Regions from separate parts of the Triticum aestivum genome. Here region 1 is linked to region 2. The links are chromatin contacts, called in public HiCAR-type maps. All regions are on one chromosome and are shown on one strand. The core of a region is the stretch at or near the end of the contact, and the rest is flanking DNA. Distances in the headings are between cores, read along the strand shown. Region 1 holds the start of LOC123138347 (probable pectin methyltransferase QUA2). Region 2 holds the start of LOC123138344 (lysine-specific histone demethylase 1 homolog 1).

Region 1 (3,139 bases), core at 581-3,080, 170 kb after region 2:
ACAAGCATTTCCACTGACCAGAAACTTGCAAAAAATTTGGAGGGCAAATGGCTTAATGGGGTGGAGAGATGTTTTATGCGAAGGAGCATGATCTGGTAATTTATCAGAATTTTTGAAGCAATATAAAATACACTTGCTTCACAACTTAAAAATATTGCCAGAATCAAAGATTTGATCTTGTGCTCATATAGATGAATGGATGGGGCTGCAAATAGGTGCAGAGGGTTAATATGAGCACATGAAGGAGTGTGCAAAAGTTCAACTCATTTGGATACTCCTAGATAGTACTTCCTTCACAATGCATTCCCTCAGACAGGAACTTTGAAAAATCACTGAGGAAGATTGGCTAGGCAAATAAAGTTGAACTTTGGCACAAGACAATTATTTGAACATGAAAAGATGTCCAAAAAGTTTGAGGTCAATTGGACAAGGAAAAATAGCACTTCCTTCACAACCTGCCACACATGACAGAATAGAAAAGGAATTATTTGAGCAACATAGAAAACATGGCAAGTAAAATATTCTGCCACATTTGAGGAAGATATGACCAAAGCAATTTATGAGAATTATTTGGAAATTTTTGGAGTGAGGGAAATATAGGTTGCTTCACAACCTAGGGCAGATAAGATTATTCCTTTAATGAAAAATGAATATTCCCAACAAAAAGAATATTGGAATTTGGGCTAGGATGAAATTGGCAAGGTCTAGGAAAGGATTTGGGTATGACAAGCCACTCTGGAAAGAAAGAAGAGGTCATCTTCTTCAGTTTCCAGACCACAAAGCCAGAAAAAAAACTCAGGCAAAAACCTCAGAAAAACAAAAGAAAAAGAAAGGGCCAAAAATCAGGCTGTTACAGGTATATACACATGTATGATATCATAATTTCATACTTAATATGTATATTTGATATGTCTTACTTTTTCCCAAAAACATAAATAAAAAATACTCCTAAAAGGTCACATTTCTGATTACAATCAATTAATATTTGTAATAATAAATAAAATGGATAAAACAATTAAGTAGCACTTAAAAAGAGGCCGCATCAGTAATATTAGCCATTGAGTCATCCATGACTAACAGCTCTCACGTCTAGCGTCGTTAAAGAGCACGTGGAGGTGTGTGTTTGATATGACTAATGTACCAAGAACAAAAAGGCGTTGACGTCGGTGGCCTCCGCCTCGCTTCAATGTTTGTGATTGTCGTGCGGTGATGAATAGATAGATTTTTTCAAAGAAATATCATCCATGACTAATAACGGTTGGGCTTAGTATTGAGTTAGGAGCATCTTACAGCTCTTCATATTTACATTTCTCCAACCAAAGAACAAACGTTAGAACAATGCAGAGTAGCCGCACACATGTTTCCCTCGGCCCCTCCTCTCCGGCGCCATCTTTTTAAAATATAAACCCCAGGCCCCGGGATTACACACGACATGTGGCGACAACAGTACTTGATTTGGGATCTAATGACCAGCACGATCATCACTAACTTGTTCGACCCAGAGTACTGCTACAAATCTTATAATAAACCCCAGCAAATCCAGCAGAAATAGAAGAAAATTCACATTCTGTAGCATCACGAGACTGTCGACCGGGGCGGGGCGGCGCCGGACGGACACACGTCAAACAAAAATTCATCATCCGGTACATCTCCTCTCTTCCTCCTCCGCGGGGCCCGCTCCGCATTCATTTTTCAGTTCCATCCCCACCAGCCTCGCCACCCCGCGTCCCCGCTCTCCCACCGACGGCGGGCCCGGCCCCGCCCGTCACCGTCACGCACCAGCGGCGTGGACCGCGCCTTTATTTATACCAGTGTCATCGACGGAGCAACCGGCTGTTACACACGTAGTGGTAACAGAAGATACGGATTGAGAGCGCGCAGTCCAGTCCCGTTCCGTGGAGGGGAGATCCGGCGCCGAACAGCCGAGGACACGCTGCTCTGGTGGCGTGGTACGCTCGCTGGTAGTAGTAGTACCGCCGCTGCTGCGCCATCTCTCGCCCCATTTACTCGCCGTGCGAGCGCCATTGATTGGCTGACTGATTGATTGAAGGGGTGGCAGGCGGTGGAGTGAGACTGGGAGTGGTGGAGTGCGGCGCCATTGCGGAATTGGGAGCGGGAGCGGGAGTCGGCGGTGGTCCCATGCGGCGCGGGCTCGGGCAGTGAGATCCGCAGCAGCAGCCATGTCGCGGCCGCTGTACCGGGGGTTCTCGGGGGGCGGCGGCGGGAAGGACCGCTGCGCCGACGAGGGCCGCCACTACGACCCCAAGGAGCCCTGCGAGAACGGCATTGGCGCCACCACCGCCGCGCGGGGGAGGAAGCGGCACCTCGCGGCCGCGGCGGCGAGGATCGGGGTCCTCGTGCTCGCGGCGGCCGCGCTCGTGGGGTCGGTGGCGTGGGCCGGGTCGCTCTACGCCGGGCGCGGGGCCGCCGCGGCGATGGCCGCGGCCTCGGCGCACCGCGGCTACCGGCGCCTGCAGGAGCAGCTGGTCACCGACCTGCTCGACATAGGCGTGCTCGCCGGCGGCGGGCTCCGCTCGCGGGAGGCGGAGGTGTGCGCGGCCGAGTACGAGAACCACGTGCCCTGCTACTACAACGGCTCGGACGCCGTGGACGTGTCGGATCTGGGCGGCGGCGTCGTCATAAGCTACGAGCGCCAGTGCGCGCGGGAGGGCAGGGCCACCTGCCTCGTCGCGCCGCCGCGGGCCTACCGCACCCCCGTGCGCTGGCCCAGCAGCAAGGAGTTCATCTGGAAGGACAACGTGCGGATTAGCGGCCATGAATTCTCCTCGGGGAGCCTGTTCAAGAGGTAAATGAGCCGCAATTTGTTACTACTGTATTTGGGAGATGTTGAGTTAGTGGCTTCGTCTATTGGTTGTGAATTTGCCTGTCTCCGATTGTTCGTAGGATGATGGTGGAGGAGGACCAGATCTCTTTCCCGTCGGACGCACATATGTCTGACGGCGTGGAGGATTACGCGCATCAGATTGCCGAGATGATTGGCCTGCGGAACGAGTTCAATTTCAATGAGGCTGGGGTGAGCTGTTACCAAGTTCCTCTTTGTCTTTAATAATGGTTTGTAGTGTCACAGCTGGTGACGGGGGCTAGCTAGTAGAAATAAACCAGTGACATTCTGGTTTAG
Region 2 (3,119 bases), core at 253-2,752:
GTATTTTCCTTTAGAAATGTAGAAATACGATCTCTCATCATGCTAAATATAACTGCAAGACCAAATGCAACACATAGGTAGCAAAGTTTGAACAAAAGTAGTCTGATTATGACACCATGGATATATGAGGGGAAATATATCTTCTGAAAGCTTGGTCGTCCGTTGATAACATAACAGTTTAGGAGGTGCCAGGTTTGGTGAGGGCTGGGTAGCTATGCTGTCTATTATGTGGAGTCCGTTAACAACACATACAATTAATATCATTGTGAAGAAGTGAAGATACTGGCATACTGAACATATAATAGTTAGCAGCATTTACTTGTTGCGGTCTGTATGTGCCAAATGATATTGTTAAATATTACAGCGAGGATTTAGGACTGTAGGACAGGAAGTGAATGACTCCTCTTTGATAATACTCCATCCGTATCAAAATATAAGACGTTTTTTATACTCCCCTTGTATCAAAAAGCGTCTTGTGTTTTGATACATAGGGAGTAGTAAGCAGTACATCGACTTGCTGTGGCCTGTATGTGCCAATGATATTCTTAAATTCCAATGCGGTGAGAACAGGGCACTTTTAAAAAACTGAATTCTGAACAATGAGACAATGTGAATATGAAGGACAGGGCAAAAGAAAGGAGACCTTCTTCCTCCGCAACAGCAGCAACAAGCTGAAAGAACTCAAGCCCTTTGGCAAAGTTCTTCACCTTCCATGCCCTGTGCAATTTCAGAATGTCGCCCTCATTTTTCACCTCCCAGCCAGCCACCTGTTTTTAAGGGAGGTCAGTCAACATAACCGGTCTTAATCAAGGTTTTTTTTTACTATAGCAAAGCATGAGCAGAGAAGAAAACCTGCTCTAGCAACGTTTTAGCAGAATCTTCTGACATGGCTTGTAAATCCTTTGAATTGCATGAGACACAGCTCCTTTTTGATAATTCTGCAAAGAAAAAGAAAAACGCATACTTTTTTTTACAGGACTGCATAGTGATCGGTGGCCTCAAGCTCGGAAGCGCACATCGGGGGATGGCCTAGTAATGATAATATGACAACAAAGAGAGACACGAATTCGTAAGCAGGAATGGAGAAAAACGAACGGGGGTGCAGTTCAGGAGCCAGGAGCCCAGGAGGCCTAGATCGAGAGAGATTTAGAAAACGAACGGGGCTGCGGCGGCGGCGGCGCGCTCACCGACTTTAGCCGCGGCCTCGTCCCCCGTCGCCTGCGAGGCGGAGCGGCCAGTAGGGGCGGACGCGCTGGGTGCCGCCTGGTCGAGGAGTAGGGTACGCCCCTCCATCCCTGAGCTTCGGGGAGACGGCGGCGCAGTGCCGTGGGAGTGGGACTCCAGGTGAAGCTTCTATGTTCAGAGTTTTTCTTTTTTCTTTTTTTGAGACACATGTTCAGAGATGAGGGAACGGTTGCGTCTACTAGGCACGGAAACGGAGAGAGGCAAAGTACGCTTTCATGGACGTTTTACGGAAAAACATTCCATAGGGCCAAGCCACCTCTTCCCTCCCGACTCTCCCTTCGTCCCGCACAGTTCTGGCCCTAAACCAACCCCTGAACCCTCCCAATTCCCAAATCTAGTCGCCGAGGGAAGCTCGCCGCATCCTTCCCATAGACCCCAATGGAGGACGGCAACGGGGCGCAGCCGCCGCCCTTGCCTCCGCCCGACGCGCCCGAAGCCGCGGGGCATCTGGCTCTCGTCCCCATGGACCAGGACGAGGACCAGGCCGCCGCCGCGGAGCCCATGGAGGACGGCGCGGCCGGGGGAGACGCCGCGGAGCCCATGGAGGAGGACGCGCCCACGTCCTCCCCGACCCCGTCCGCCCCCTCCACCACCGCGGCCGTCGACGACTCCACCGTCGCGCGGAAGCGCCGCCGCCGCAAGAAGCAGTTCCCCGGCATGATCCCCACGGCCGGCGTCCGCGTCCTCCGCGCCTCCTCCTCGTCGGGGGCCACCGCGGCGCATCTCGCTGGCATCCCGCGCCGCCGCGGCCGCCCGCCGACCAACTCCTCCCTCCGCCTGGCGCGGGAGCTGGATTCCGAGGCCACCATCGCGCTCGCGGCGGGATTCCCCGCGGATACCCTCTCCGAGGACGAGGTCGCCGCCGCCGTCATCCCACTTATTGGTGGCGCCGACCAGGCCAACTACCTCGTCGTACGCAACCATATTCTCGCGCTCTGGCGCTCTAATCCCCTCTCCCCCGTCGCGTCCAACGCCGCGCTCGCATCCATCCGCGCCGAGCACGCGCCCCTCGTCGCCGCTGCACACTCCTTCCTATCGGACCATGCCTACATCAATTTCGGCCTCGCCCCCTCCATTGTCTCCCTACCACCAATCCCCCCTCCCTCCCATCCTCCCCCTTCTGTCCTCATCGTGGGTGCTGGCTTTGCTGGCCTCGCCGCTGCACGCCACCTTATGTCTCTTGGCTTCAAGGTTGCCATTGTCGAAGGCCGACTCCGCCCAGGTGGCCGTGTGTTTACTAAGACAATGCGGTCCTCTGCAGCAGACTATCCTGACATTGCTGCTTCTGCTGATCTGGGAGGCAGTGTGCTCACTGGTATCAATGGGAACCCCCTTGGTGTCATAGCACGGCAGCTTGGGTTCCCACTTCACAAGGTGCGGGACAAGTGCCCGCTGTATCTTCCGGATGGCCGCCCAGTCGACCCTGGCATGGATGATCGTGTTGAGGCTGCCTTTAACCAGCTTCTTGACAAGGTTTGCCAGCTGCGGCAGGTTATCGCAGATAGTGTTCCACACGGTGTGGATGTGTCACTTGGCATGGCACTCGAGGCATTCCGGGCAGCGCATGGTGTTGCCGCTGAGCCAGAGGAACGGATGCTTCTTGATTGGCATCTGGCCAACCTGGAGTATGCCAATGCCGCTCCTCTTGCTGATCTCTCCATGGCCTTCTGGGACCAGGATGATCCATATGAAATGGGTGGCGACCACTGCTTTATACCTGGTGGCAATTCCCAATTTGTCCGAGCACTTGCTGACGGCGTCCCGATATTCTATGGACAGAATGTGCGAAGGATACAGTATGGGTGTGATGGTGTGTTGGTCTACACTGATAAGCAAACATTCCGTGGTGATATGGCGCTCTGCACTGTCCCCCT

The links. HiCAR-type assays count read pairs that join an accessible place to other places.
Region 1: a contact with region 2 is called in a HiCAR-type map of leaf, with 10 times the contacts expected there. The contact joins the promoter of LOC123138347 here to the promoter of LOC123138344 in region 2. A contact is called at or near these places in 3 of 5 Hi-C or Micro-C datasets (all in leaf) and 1 of 1 datasets of contacts at active chromatin or transcription factors (leaf).

Annotation. Positions count from the first base shown.
Region 1 is chr6B:621,662,709-621,665,847 of IWGSC CS RefSeq v2.1, forward strand. It overlaps LOC123138347 (probable pectin methyltransferase QUA2), which reads left to right and starts at 1,831. Exons shown (of 8, transcript XM_044558314.1): 1 at 1,831-2,806; 2 at 2,905-3,034. The coding sequence starts at 2,181.
Region 2 is chr6B:621,488,453-621,491,571 of IWGSC CS RefSeq v2.1, forward strand. LOC123138344 (lysine-specific histone demethylase 1 homolog 1) reads left to right here and starts at 1,503. Exons shown (of 1, transcript XM_044558309.1): 1 at 1,503-3,119. The coding sequence starts at 1,624. It overlaps LOC123138346 (pterin-4-alpha-carbinolamine dehydratase 2, mitochondrial), which reads right to left and starts at 1,418. Exons shown (of 7, transcript XM_044558313.1): 1 at 1,188-1,418; 2 at 853-938; 3 at 644-767. The coding sequence starts at 1,293.